5 separate regions of the Mus musculus genome follow, and all the other regions are linked to region 1. The links are chromatin contacts, called in public Hi-C, HiChIP or PLAC-seq and promoter capture Hi-C maps. All regions are on one chromosome and are shown on one strand. Each heading gives the region's core, a stretch centred on a gene start, on an enhancer-like site or on the middle of the called end of the contact. The rest is flanking DNA. Distances are from core to core; before and after follow the strand shown.

Region 1 (2,625 bases), core at 72-2,571:
TGCCTCCCAAATGCCGGGATTAAAGAAGTTCACCACCACCACCCAGCATCTAGCAATCTCTAACTGATTTCAGGCCCACTCCTTTATGCCTCTTCAGCCTGCCTCAACCTGTGATCTTTCTGGTCCACAAACCGGCTTCTTAAATGCCTTCCCATTAACCTAAAAGTTAAAGTGCTGAACTGGGTTTGCAGCATCCCCAAAGACTTCAGCTGAGCCTGCTGACTTTACCACCCACCTCTGACGGAGGAAGAGGAGCTTGAACATTCGTACAGACAACACCTTCAACTTAGGATGCCCTTGTCCTTCTGCCTCACTCCCCCGTGGAACCTTTCGGCTCAGCTTTCTGAAACACGGGGACTCCCTAGGTTCACCTAAACTGTGTACGGTTTCCCAAGTCAGGCTCCCTTCCTGCAGCGCACTGACATCTGGAAAGCCCGTTTCTCTCTCCCACGTGAGTCTCTGAGCTCTGAACGCTGATGCCGGTGATGACACTTAACAGCAGCAAGGGACTTTCCACGCGTTCACGCTCTTAACTGGCCATGCTAGGCCCTGGACAACATACCACGTAACCCCTCACACATCTCAGAAGACAGATTTTATTATAACCCCATTTTAAGGATGAGGATACTGGGGTGGAGAGAGTCTCCGCTTGGAGCTGAGAACCCTAGTCGCACTCGGGGACCCAGTCCGCCCGCACTTCTGCTCTGTCCTCAGATCTGTCAGGGGCGGAGAGAAACGAGGGAAACGGGATGGAGGGATGGTGGGATGGATGACGAGTGAATGAATGAACGGTCTGTGACGGGAGGTCAGTGCGGCTCCCGGTCCGGGACACATCCAGGTCGCCCCCACCAGCCCCGCGCCGCCCCGCACTTCGCCCCCACGCGGCCGCAGCACGCCCACCCGCCGCAGCCGGCGCGCGGGGTCAGGGGGCGGTGACAGCCCGGCGGCGGGGGCGGAGATGCCACCAGCCGCGGTGTCACCCAGCCCGGGAGGCGACTCGCGCCCCGTCGGCCGCGCGGGTGCATGGCCACCCCTCCGGGCCGCTCCCGCCGCCCCGGGGCCCCGCGGCGCCCTCCGCCCGGGCCTCCCCTCCCCCACACAACCGTCCCGGCGTCCCGTGGCCCCGGTCCCCGGCCGCCTCGGGTCCCGCCTCCCGGGACTTCCGGACCGCTGGCGCCGCCCGGGCCTCACCTGCCATGTCCCGAACCCCACCACAGATGGAGGTGCATCACGGCCGCGAGAAGGCCGGGGGCAGCGCTTCACAGCAGACAAAGGGCGCCGCCATGTTAGAACCGGGCGGAACCGACCTCGCTGGCTTCCCGGCTGGGACTTCCGTCGCTGGCGCAGCGCTCGTCCGAGGTGCGCGACCGCCGGCAGGCGCATGCGCCGTGCCAGCCGAAAGTTAGTGCTCTTCTGGAGTTGGACCTCTTTTAACCCTTGTTTTCCGGCTCCACAGAGAGCTGCCGGGACACTTGCTGTGCACCGGACTCTGTGTTAAGCTCTTTACTGTTTATTGTCTCATTGCTCACACGATACAACCGAGTTCTTTCTCCTCTCTTTGGGAGGAGTGAAAACTTAGGTGCAAAAGGATTACTCAAACATCTTTGTGACAAAGGAAAGATGTGGACCTACTTGTGACTCCCTTTATGGTTTTGGTAATTTTATTTATTTGTTTGTTTGTTGTATTAGGGATCAAACCCAGCAACTCGGACTGGGTAAATAAATTACTCAGTGGCCTGTTGGGAGCCGACTCCTAGCAGAAAGCGGCTGTCATCTCTGCAGCCATCTCGGGCTATTTACTTACAAGTTGGTACTTTTCCACCCTGACAAGAGACTTGTTTTCCTACCATGATGTTTTTGCAAGAAGCCCACCACAGCTGAACACACTCTGATAACATCTTGTTTTTCTCTTACATATCCTGGATTTGTGGTTAAGTATCTCCTGCCATACTCCCAGCAAGTGCATATATACCCATAGTTGCCTTCCAATAAATGAGATTTGATCAGATAGCCTGTCTTGTCTCCATTCTTCGCGTCTCTTGCCCCTGTCCCCACTCTCTCTCTCTCAGACCCTGTTTACTGACCCGCGGGCCAGGTCAGTGGCACAAGTGCTTGCTTGCTACACAAGCTCTATCTTGAAAACCACGGTAAAAGCCAGGGGGCTGGCAGGAGAGATAGCTCAGAGGTTAAGGACACTTTTGCTCTTGTAGAGAACTTGGCTTCGATTCCCGGCACCCACATGGTGACTCCAATTTCAAGAGATCTGATGCCTTCTGCTATTTGCAGGAATTAGACATACATACAAGCATGCAGGCAAAATACTCATAGAATTTAAGTAAACATTAAATAAATAATAGTAATAAAATCTAGGAGTGGTGCATTCTGTAATCCCAGGGATTTATTGGCCAGTCAACCTATCGTATGGAAACCTCAGGCTTCAGTGTCCTGAAGGTTGGAAATTAGATTAGAACTAAAGATGTAGGTCAGTGGTAAAATACTAGCCTAGCATGACTGAGAATGCAGGCTCCATTCCCAGGGAGGAAGTGATATGGGAAGGGCATGAAGAAGGTCAGGGCTGGCAGCCAGGGTGGGTTTGTATTTAATTACTATGCCAGGACTGCAGAA
Region 2 (2,625 bases), core at 65-2,564, 430 kb before region 1:
AGAAGCTGGCGGATTTCTTGAGTTCGAGGTCAGCCTGGTCTACAGAGTGAGTTCCAGGACAGCCAGGGCTACACAGAGAAACCCTGTCTCAAAAAACAAAACCCCCAAAAGAAAAACAAACAAACAAACAGAGTTTGTTATCTGTCTATCTATTATCTATCATCTATCAAGGAGGGAGTCTTACTATAGAGCCCTGGCTATCCTGGATGTAGACCAGGCTGACTGAACTCAGAGACTGGCCAGAGATTTACTTTAGTTTTAAGTCTGTGTGTGTGGGGGAGGGGTATATATGCTCATGAGTGCAGATGCATAAGCAGGCCAGAAGAGGGTCTAGGATCCCTGGTGCTGGAGTTACAGGCCTTTCGTGACTTGCCCCTCTCTACCCGGACCCTACACGGATGCTAGGATGTCAGTCCTCCACAAGAGCAATAACCACTCTTAATAACTGAGCCTTCTCTTCAGACCAGCTTTGCTGTTCTTGAAGTGACAGACTAGATGACAGAGACAAATTCTCTCTGAGCTCCTCCTTTCCAGCTCCCCCCATTCCTGACGCTTTGGGGAGGAGGTCACCCCTCTGGGATCCCCATCAAAGAGGCAACATGGAGATCTCTCTGAAATCCCTCTGAGGTGGAGAGTCCCAGGCATCCGCCGGATCAGGCAGCTATTGTGCTGAATCATCGTGTAACAGGACGACCCCCTTCCCCTTTCCCAGTTCTTTGGGGACCTTGAGAACTGGTAGGGTGCCATCTCCCTCATAGCAGCTACCCCACTTTTGAATGACGCCAGTCATGATAGCCCTGGAGACAGTCTCAACTGGGCTCCAGTGCTAGGGTCCACCTTCTTCAGATTCCTGCCACCTTATCAAGAACGCCCAGCGGTTCACTACCAGTGGTCTCCATGGCAACCGACAGGGTGTCAGAGACACAAACCCCTTTCAGAGAACGGGTTGAGAGCCGCGCCCCTCTCCAGTCCCTGAACACACAGCCACCTCCTGCGAGCGGACCCTCTTCCCTCCCGAAGGGTTGGGACACCCCCTTCCCAGGTTCCTTCCAGAGGGCTCCTGGGACTCAGCGTCACCCAGAGGTCATCAGAGAGAAGTTGATGGTTTTTCACTGTGGGGGAGGGAGGGGAACGATGATGAGGAGCTGGGGAGCGGAATGCACTTGACCCCCCTACCCCCCTCCGGGGATAGAGAAGGACCCGGCACGCGGCAAAGGCGGCGGGAGCCAGCCCGGGGGCGGGCGGTCCCCTAAGTCCCACCTTCAGGGCGGCGCCTGGCGGCGGGGAGTGTCAGGAAGAGGAAGAGCGCGGCCGGGAGCGCGGCGCAGAGCAGGGGCCCGGCCGAGGCAGCGCTGCGCGGGCCACCATGGCCACGGACGAGTTGGCCAGCAAGCTGAGCCGGAGGCTGCAGATGGAGGGCGAAGGCGGCGAGGCGACGGAGCAGCCGGGGCTCAACGGGGCGGCGGCGGCGGCGGCGGCCGAGGCTCCCGACGAGACTGCCCAGGCGTTGGGCAGCGCGGACGACGAGCTGAGCGCCAAGCTGCTGCGGCGCGCGGACCTCAACCAGGGCATCGGCGAGCCACAGTCGCCCAGCCGCCGCGTCTTCAACCCCTACACCGAGTTCAAGGAGTTCTCCAGGAAGCAGATCAAAGACATGGAGAAGATGTTCAAGCAGTAAGTGCCCCTGCACCCGGTTCCCCACCACCCTAGACCCGGCCTCGGGCCCTAACCTCCCGTATCCCCAATTAGATTCCCCCAGAACCCCGTCTCACCAGGGTGGGGAACTCTGCTGCTTTTCTAAAGAGCCACGAGGCTTCCAGACCCACCACCCCAGCACGCAAGTGGATCTGGGGAGCTCCCGTTCCTGACATGTGACCCCTCCTCCTGGTGATACTGCCCTCGGAATAGCCCACGCGGATTGGGGGCTCCCTGAGGTTCCTTCCAGATAATCGCAGGTCCCCAGCGAGTCACTACCACCACACAGGGTACCGACCTCCTTCCCACTGTTAATGTTACTGCACCCACCACCCTACACCCAAACATATCGAGAAAGGGAGAAAGGGCCGGTGGCTTCCCTTCCGCTCCGTCCTAACTACTGGACTCCCTACCCCCACCGCAATAAGGCAACCCTACTGCCTCTTAAGGGGACATTCCCCCCGGCACCCATGCCAGACTTGTGCCTTTTACTGGGTCCTTTAATTTCTTCTGCTTAGTTATGGACTCTCTCCTACTAGGTTGGGTCCACAACCCCCTCCCCCCAACACACACACACACACACACACACACACACACACACCCTCAGCTATACTATGTTTACTTACTGTGGGTGAAAACTCTTCAGGCCTTTCCATTCCCGCCCACCCTGTTGACCAGGTTCCATTTCCTTAACACTGTGCGGTCTTGCTAGGGAAGGGCTCCTCTGTCCCTGTCCCCCAGTCTACAAACATGTAACTCCCCTATCATCAGGACAGAGTCCCCTGGGACTTAGCCCCTCTTCATACACTGTGAGTCCACCTTCCTCCCCTCCCTCCCTTCTCCCCCATTACCCCGCCCCCCCACCTCGAACCCCTTCACTCCGTGGTTGTGCAGTGGTGACTCCCCTGCCCTTTATCAGAAGGCAGCCCT
Region 3 (2,625 bases), core at 88-2,587, 310 kb before region 1:
GTGGCACATGCCTGTAATCCCAGCAGTCGGGAAGCAGAGGCAGGAAAATCCGGACTTGGGGGTCATCCTTAGCATGAGCAGGTGAGACCAGCTTGGGCTATAAGACAAATGATCCCAGACTGGGGCGGGGCGTGAGAGTGCTTGTGTAGTGCTTGGGGAGGCTCCGTGGTCTTCAGTCCTAGCACCGTAACTAAGTAAACAGGTAAATCGTTGTTAAGAAGAGGATGCGGATGAAATGTCAGCTGTGTCCACGTGTCCACGTGCCCTTGAAAACAACGGCGGGACAGAATCTGCTGCCATTGTTAGAAAGGATAGCTGTACCTGGAGGCAGATCTGAGAGGAAGGTGGCTATTTTGCACTTTTGATACTACTAAGAACAAATAATTTATTTGACAAATTGTGTCTTTTATGTTTTATGTTTTTCCTTTTCAGTTTTGTTTGGTTTGGTTTTGTATTGTGAACAGGCACTAAAGCTAATGTTATTTTGTTTTAAGAATATTACGGACTGGAAACAAATAAACTATTTTAATGTGTGATGGCTCTGGGGCACCTCTGGAATTGCAAGGTGATTCATGGATACATTATTAGAGTTGTATGACACTCAATAGTGCTTTCTGTCAGAGCAGGCACGGGAGATGGCAGGCATAGAGGGGCTGTCAACCTGAAGGGCAGATAATGCAAACCCGAGGTATACAGAGAGAGTTAAGAGTTCTCTCAGAGCAAGCTGGCAGCATCTGGTTTAGTTTTTACCCCTAGTCTTGTTTGAGGTGAAGGGTAGTAATGGGTCTTACGCTCTCAATCAGGTTAGCCTCAGACACACATGAACTCCCCTGCCTCGGTATTCCACTGTAGAGACAGATGCTGTGGAGACGGAATGCCTGCCCTGCGCTACTTCTCGGGCCTTTCCAGTTGACTTGTCTCCTTCTCCTGTTTCCTCCACCTTCTATGAAAGGGAACAAAGTTAAAGCAGTAGAGACTGGCCAGATGACGGGTTCTGGTTTCCTGAGTCTGGCATTCTTGCTATATAACCCTAGTTAGGCTCAAATTTGTAACAGTCCTCCTGCCTCAGCCTCCCAAGTGTTGGGACTACAGGTGTGTGCCAAGGTGCATCACCAGACCGGGGGCTGCTGCATTTCTCCTTAGGAATGTGAACTTTAGCCATGCAGTGGTGGTGCACGCCTTTAATCCCAGCACTCAGAGGCAGAGGCAGGTGGATCTCTTGAGTTTGAGGCCAGCCTGGTCTACAGAGTGAGTTCCAGGACAGCCAGGGCTACACAGGGGAACTCTTGTCTCGCAGAACGAGCTTGGGTGGAAAGATGATGGCTATCAGTTAAGAGCACTTACTATTACAGAGGATGCAGATCCAGCTCCCAGCATGCAGTGGTGGCTCACTGCTATCTTAACTCTCCAGCTCGTGAGGATTAATCCCACACCCCCTTCTGAACTCCACAGGCACACATAAAAATGAAATGCTTTAATGTTAGGAGGGAAGGAAGGAGACACGAGCTGTTTGGGTTAGTGTCCCAGTTGTCCTTGTTTGCAGCCAGTGGTGACATTTCACAGAAAGCTTTCTTTGGTCCTTGCACTGCTGGCTCACAAGTCCTTGAGGCTCTGTCATGACATAGTCTGTTTTGTCTTCAGGAACACAGACTCAGACAGTTGTCACTTTGGGGAGAGCACACAGCATCTCAAACAGCAGGTTAGCTGCTAGGAGGGCTGTGTTACCTAAGAGGGAGAGAAAGGCTATGAAGCTGGCACACGCCTCCCCAAAGCCACTCTCCAAGGACTCTAGCCTTCCCAGAGCCCTGGCTTCTGCACTCGGGATGCCACCTGCCTGTGAACATGCCTTCAGTCCCTACCGAGCATCTTTTGGAGACTGTAGGAGAATCCTGAGGGACCTTTGATACTAATGGCTGCTCAGGGCCCACCCTCGGCCTAACTGGAAGCTTTCTTCTTTCTTCCAGTTAGAATTATAGGGGTGACATCTCCTTTTCCCAGGTGTCAGCTAAAGCAACCCCCTACTTCACAGCAAAGCATGCTTTGCAAATTCATTTCTCAATGAAACATCAGAGGCGATGCCACTGAGCCTCCCTGTCACTAACCAGCAACAGCTGGCTCCTCCCAGGGGTTTTGTTCCTTGCATTAGCTCGTGCCTGTCGGGTTTGTGGGGGCAGGCTTCTCTCTTCGCTGCTGGATCTTCTCCACGGGGTCCCCGAGGTGAACATGGAGGCCTACCTCATTAGATGGATCTAATGTAAGCTCACAGCTACCCCATGGATCATTCTTTCCCCTCACTCACCAGAGAGATCATACGGCGGGGAGACTTCCACAAGATCGCAGCCCACCACATTCAGGCCTTGGCAGCCCCGGATGATCTCCAGAGCCTGTCCAAGGTAAATGTGACAGTCATTTCCAGTGAAAATAGAGGCCCAGATACCCATCCTTGGCCTAGGCGGGTGCTGGCTACAGCCTCGATGCTGTTTAAGGTACACAATTCACAGCACACAGCCCCTCTCTACTAGGGGCTCTGGGGTGTGATAGTGGAGTCAAACCAGGCAATGTCTTATGTCAAGATCCTTGAGACAGGCTGGGTGTGGTGGCACACGCCTTTAATCCCAGCACTCA
Region 4 (2,625 bases), core at 62-2,561, 300 kb after region 1:
AATTCACAACAGCACAAATCCATGTGAAGCCATTCTTGCTCCATGAAAAGGCCACCCGGCATCAAACATCTTCTCTACCCTAAAGAAATGAAACTAAAGACTCTCAATTACTACCACTTAAACAACAACAAAAAAGTTCCGAGAAAAATAAATAAATAACAAAAATAATCGAGTGTTGCCTCCGGCAAGTGAAACCCAGTAATGTGTCTGTCTGGTTCTGTATCTTAGATCCATCGGAACGCTGCCACTGTAAAGTCCAAACGCTTTGGCAACTGAGAAACGAAACATGGCTTTTCCTACTAAAACTCCGAGGATCCAACAGACAAAGCAACCGGCTTATTCCAAAGGTTTCCAACCAACTCCAGCATCTCAAGTTTTCTCAGCTGAAGCTACCAGGCTCTCTCACCTAATTGTGGTTTTCTTGATTTACAAACTCGTTGCCACCCTCCACGGACAATTCTCACCGGGGCAAGCCTTCTTCAGTCACAACGTGGACTGCTGTCTCCAGCCAGGAGAGCTGCAGTTCCCACTAAGAGAACACTCAGACGGCTAGGGGTCAGGGAAGGAACTGCTTGTGTTTTATTTCGTCAGCCGATTCCCCAAAAAAATCATCTCTTGGGCAGCTGCAGCTTCTGAGACGCCCGCCGGCCCCCTCGCCGCAGCCCCAATTCAGGAGGGCAGCAAGCGGGCTCCCGCTCTTCACCGAGGACTTCAGGGTTTCAGGGGGCGGGGTGAGGCTCCATGACACCCCGAAAGCCATTCTCCACCCCCTGACCGCGCATCCTTTCCCGGCCTGGAGGAGGACCCGGACCACCCTGCTGAGGAGAGGGCACAGGTCTGCGCCCATCCCGAGAGCTGGCTGCAAAGGGGCGCACGTCCCCACCTTAGCCTGGGAAGCCGAGGATGACGACAGCAAGACCCCAGGCCCGCCAAGACCCACGCCCGCGCAGGACACGGGGCCCGCGCCGGACTCGGGGTGCCCCGGGGTCCCCGGGCATGAAGCGCAAGAGGCGTCGGCGCCTGGCCGCGGCCCCGCACCGGGAGAGGCCTCACCTGGCCCAGACCGCTCCGCGCTCTCGGTTTCGCGTCTCCGGCGACGGTGGCGAAGGAGCCAGGGCCGGGGCCAGAGCACAGCCGCTCTGCCTCAGGCCGGTGCTTGCTGTGCTCGGGGGATCTTCACCGCTGGCGGAACCCGGGGTCGCCCGGAGCCGCCATCTTCCTCCACTCAAACGCCGCCGCGGCTACCACCGCCGCCGCCGCCGTCCCTGATGCCACCGCCGCTGCTGCTCAGACCGGGAGACGACAGCGCGCAGTGCGCATGCGCTGAGGCGGGGCGCGGAGGAAGCGCGCGCGCGCGCACACACGTCAGCGTGACCGGCCTTCCGCGCGGCGGCCGCTGGGCGGCGCCATATTGAGAAGGGCCGAGGGCGCGGAGCTTTCTAGGACTCTTATCAGGATCGGCGCGGCTGAGCGCTGGTATCTGAGCTGTTTTTCCGATTGTTTGATAGTGCAGACTTAGATTAAGGCACTTGTGCCCCCAGGTACCCACGGGTTGAGCGTAGAGAAAGGGCAATGGGGAACGGAAGTGCCTTTTAGATATCCCCAGGGAGAGGAAGCTCCCGGCGTTGGAGCCTCTGGAAACTGTAGCAGCAGCTATGTTGCTACCAACTTTAAAAAAAAAAAAAAAAAAGAGGAAACCCAGTCTCAAAACTCCCGGTGTAGAGCGGAGCCTGGGAGGAAACAAGCCTGTGTGTTTCTCTGTGCTTCCCAGTGTGGCCATCACCGAGGAGTGGGGTCCCGCTCCCACAAAAGAGTCTCACTTCAAGAAAGCTGTGTGTAGGTGAGAACCTTCTAGAACCCATCCCTGCAGATGTGGTTTAAGGAAATGCCAGACATAGAGAGCTCAAGCTCTTGTGCAATTGGAGCATTCTGAGACATCAAGCGAATAGCCCTGGGATAAAGTAGACCTAGGCTTGTATAGCCCGTGAGACGTGGTACTAGGTCAAAAGTACCACGAGGCTTGGTGACACTCCTTTAAGTCCAGTTATGCAGGAGGTTTAAGGGCGAGAATTGCTTGATCCAGGAGTTTGAATCTACTTTGAGGAACCTCAATCTAAAAAAAACATTTATGTTCCTCATATAAACATTAGAAAAAACTCTGGCACGCAGTAAGTGAGAAACTAAGAAATTCCATTGCCCTGGCATGGTGGTTGACTATTAATCCCAGCACTTGGGAAGCAGAGGTAAGTAGATTTCTGAGTTCAAGGCCAGCATGGTCTACATAATGAGACCCTGTCTCAAAGAAAAAGAGAAAGAAGTCTTGGCTTGCAAAATGGCTCAGCAGGTAAGGGTGCTTCCCCCAAGCTTGAAGACCCGAGTTCAATGCCTAGAACCTACATGATGGAGGGAGAAAACCAATGCCAACTCCCACAGTTTCCACCCTGATCTTCATTCTCAAACAATGACACTTGTGAACATACATACAGTAAATATTGCGTGTGCCTGAGCATATCTTGTGCACCACGTGTGTGGGTGCCCTTAGAGGCTAGTAGAGGGTGTCAGATCCCCTGGAACTGGAATTATAGGCAGTTGTGACCCTACCACCGCCATGTGGGTGCTAGGGAT
Region 5 (2,625 bases), core at 37-2,536, 280 kb before region 1:
AAGACAGATTAGCTCGTCGTAAATGCGGGTTTGTTGGGTTGGGAAGCTTCTGTCAGGAGGACGAATTCACTGGTCCCAAGGAAGGAGAGGAAGGAAGCCATATTAGTCGCCATGGGAAGGGAAAGGAGAAGAGGGAAAAGAAAGAAAGAAAGAAAGAAAGAAAGAAAGAAAGAAAGAAAGAAAGAAAGAGAGAAAGAGAGAAAGAAAGAAAGAGAATGGGGGTGGGGGGGAGAGAGAGACCAATGATATCATATATGATATGATATCTGTATTAAATGCAGAAGAGTCTCTGGGGGAAGGGCAGCTGAGTCCCTGCCAGGTAGGGACAGAGGGATGTCAGGAGAACCTTGAGCCTTTGATTTGTACAATGCATACCTCAGCCCCTAATCCAGGACTGGAAACCAAACACTCCTGAGTGCTGGGATTACAAATGTGGACCACCCTAGTGGGCCCGGGAGATGTTTTCGGATTTTTACCATTCTTGGTATCTACATCTTCTTATGAATTGAGTGGCCACTAAAATAACGACTGTTTCCCAAGTACTGTCTTTTTGTCCTGCTGAGGTTGAGCTTGGTCCTGGTAGGCAAGATGTCAACAAGGTATTTTATCTATACCATTAAAGTAAATTGTTCAGACTGGAACACTTATGATCCAGGCAGGCTTGGAATTTGCCAGCCTTCTGTTCACCCTCCTGAGTAGCTGGGATTACAGGTTTGCGCTACCAGTCCCAGTATACGGAGTAAATTCTAAACCGTACCCAGTAAACGTCCAGTGCTGGATGCAGTCTGAGAGTGAGTTAACTAAGAACTGTGCTGTGTGTGTGTGGCTGCCAGCGCAGCCATGCCAGCCCGCAGGCTGGGATGGGCCTCGAGCACAGCAAAGGATCTGGATTTTCGTCCTACATTCATTACCAAGTCGAAACCGAGTTAATATTACTGAAATGACAACTTCCATTACGAAAACTCTGTTTTAGAAAGATGTGCTTAATTTGTCTTTCAACCATTTTTATGCACACGCCATTCGCACAGTAGGTCCCCGTTGGATGACTAACTGGGACTGGGATCCTGGAATACTCCGGAGCTCAAGCATTAAATCGTGGGGTTCCCCCACCCCGCATCCCCATTCCTCCCTCCAGTCTCCCCAGCCCCGCCCTGCCCCACAGCCTAGCGTCGCGAAGGCTGCCGGCAGCCTGGCGCGCTTTACGGCCGTGGCGTTGCGACGGGGCGGGGCGCCGGGCGGGCGGCCCGCGAGCTTGACGGCAGCGGTGGGAGGCAGGCCGGCAGGCAGGCAGACGGCGTCGCAGGCGGGTGGCGGCGGCCGCGCTGGCTGCCGAGGGCGGGAGCGAGTGAGTCATTGCGCGCGTGTGAGGGAGGAAAGGAGCGAGCGAGCGAGCGAGCGAGCAGCCCGCGCCCGTCGCCCTCCCGCCGCTGCCGCCAGGTCTCCCCAGCCGCCGACTGCCTTCCGCCCAGCGCCCAGGCCGGGCCGAGTCGAGCCGGGTCGGGCCCGGGCCATGCTGCTCACCGTGTACTGTGTGCGGAGGGACCTCTCCGAGGTGACCTTTTCCCTCCAGGTCGACGCCGACTTCGAGCTGCACAACTTCCGCGCGCTGTGCGAGCTCGAGTCCGGCATCCCCGCCGCCGAGAGCCAGGTACGCCGGGGTGCGGCAGCGAGCGGGGGCCTCCGGCCGCTGTGGCCGGGGGCGGGGGGAGCTGGGGGCCGGCGGGGGCCGAGTCCTGCAGCCGCCCGTGGATGCACCCACTGCAGCTAGAGGGGCACGTGCGCGGGCGGGCAGCCCTCCCCACCTTCTGGCCTTCGGGAGCCTGGGTCCTCATCCGGGATCTCCTGACTTTCCGACCAGAAATACCAGTTTGGATCACTGGGAGAACGACGCCTGCCTGGGGTTCGCTTATTTGGACCGCTCCAATATGCGCAGTTTACTACCTGGGAGAATGCAGATTTGCGGTTGAAAGTGAGGGGAAAAAGTTTGAGACTCACTCTGCCATTGACGTCTCTGGAAATGCATACATTTTTGGTTAATTTATTATATATGTATACACACACACACATATATATATGTCATATATTAATTAAAGTAATGGTTAGGTTAACTCAGTCTGTCTGCTTCTCTCAGGCCAAAGCCCTCCTCCTTTCTGGGCCCAGTTTAGTTGGGTCAGTTCAAAGCTCAGTGCTTTCGAAGGATATTAGCTTGAAAATGGCCTACTGTCTGAAGACCCCCGAGGGATTCGGCGGCCAGGAGTTCAGCCTTCTCATGTTTTAACAAGAAAATATATTCTCAAAATGCTTTGGTGTCCTTAGTAGACTTCATCAAACAATAGGTGGACTATTTTGTAACCTTTGCACTAAATCCCTTAAGATTCTAACCAAAGTGGCCCCCGCTGGGTGTAGTCTAAACACCAGAAAATTATAGACAGCTCCCAAGGCCCCAGAATGTAAATCTTGATTTCCTTCTGCAATTATGAAATAGTTCCAAAAACTGTTGCCCAACGACTGCCTGTTCTGTCCTGACTTACGGTAAACTCTGCGTGTCAATATTGTGTTCAGAAGTACCATTCCTTCACACAATGTGAACTTTAGAACCTTGGCATGCAGCTCTTTCTGGAAGGA

Evidence for each region. Promoter capture Hi-C pulls out the DNA fragments that hold promoters and counts their contacts. Hi-C and Micro-C count contacts between places; a contact is called where the count stands out from the background. HiChIP or PLAC-seq counts read pairs in DNA pulled down with a chosen protein or histone mark.
Region 2: a contact with region 1 is called in a FOXA1 HiChIP or PLAC-seq map of pancreatic cancer cells. The contact joins the promoter of Efhd2 here to the promoter of Zbtb17 in region 1. A contact is called at or near these places in 3 of 115 datasets of contacts at active chromatin or transcription factors (bone marrow-derived macrophages, memory CD8 T cells and pancreatic cancer cells).
Region 3: a Hi-C map of erythroblasts shows a contact between it and region 1, with 4 times the contacts expected there. The contact joins the enhancer-like site here to the promoter of Zbtb17 in region 1. A contact is called at or near these places in 2 of 39 promoter capture datasets (embryonic stem cells and hematopoietic stem and progenitor cells), 1 of 484 Hi-C or Micro-C datasets (erythroblasts) and 1 of 9 other capture datasets (pancreatic islet).
Region 4: a promoter capture Hi-C map of liver shows a contact between it and region 1, with 2.7 times the contacts expected there. The contact joins the promoter of Fbxo42 here to the promoter of Zbtb17 in region 1. A contact is called at or near these places in 2 of 39 promoter capture datasets (hippocampal neurons and liver), 4 of 484 Hi-C or Micro-C datasets (CD4 T cells, CD8 T cells and regulatory T cells), 6 of 115 datasets of contacts at active chromatin or transcription factors (effector CD8 T cells, embryonic stem cells, memory CD8 T cells and 2 more) and 2 of 9 other capture datasets (adipose tissue and pancreatic islet).
Region 5: a contact with region 1 is called in a promoter capture Hi-C map of liver, with 2.5 times the contacts expected there. The contact joins the promoter of Ddi2 here to the promoter of Zbtb17 in region 1. A contact is called at or near these places in 3 of 39 promoter capture datasets (liver, macrophages and pre-B cells), 2 of 484 Hi-C or Micro-C datasets (CD4 T cells and regulatory T cells), 7 of 115 datasets of contacts at active chromatin or transcription factors (bone marrow-derived macrophages, effector CD8 T cells, embryonic midbrain and 3 more) and 3 of 9 other capture datasets (adipose tissue, liver and pancreatic islet).

The regions. Positions count from the first base shown.
Region 1 is chr4:141,443,369-141,445,993 of GRCm38.p6, reverse strand. Zbtb17 (zinc finger and BTB domain containing 17) reads right to left here and starts at 1,321. Exons shown (of 16, transcript NM_009541.2): 1 at 1,192-1,321. Gm42337 reads left to right here. Exons shown (of 4, transcript XM_030253993.1): 3 at 811-1,401; 4 at 1,690-2,008. The coding sequence ends at 1,757.
Region 2 is chr4:141,873,609-141,876,233 of GRCm38.p6, reverse strand. It overlaps Efhd2 (EF hand domain containing 2), which reads left to right and starts at 1,314. Exons shown (of 4, transcript NM_025994.3): 1 at 1,314-1,674. The coding sequence starts at 1,367.
Region 3 is chr4:141,758,098-141,760,722 of GRCm38.p6, reverse strand. Agmat (agmatine ureohydrolase (agmatinase)) reads right to left here. Exons shown (of 7, transcript NM_001081408.1): 6 at 2,300-2,384; 7 at 1,460-1,725. The coding sequence ends at 1,652. Among named protein-coding and RNA genes, the nearest start is that of Agmat, 13 kb to the right of the region's middle. Within about 2 kb of position 1,337, at least 9 of the 459 cell types and tissues checked have an H3K27ac peak or open chromatin away from gene starts, as enhancers often do. A contact at or near this core is called in erythroblasts, where this site is marked.
Region 4 is chr4:141,146,608-141,149,232 of GRCm38.p6, reverse strand. Fbxo42 (F-box protein 42) reads right to left here and starts at 1,311. Exons shown (of 10, transcript NM_172518.3): 1 at 1,054-1,311.
Region 5 is chr4:141,722,080-141,724,704 of GRCm38.p6, reverse strand. Ddi2 (DNA-damage inducible protein 2) reads left to right here and starts at 1,286. Exons shown (of 10, transcript NM_001017966.2): 1 at 1,286-1,648. The coding sequence starts at 1,511.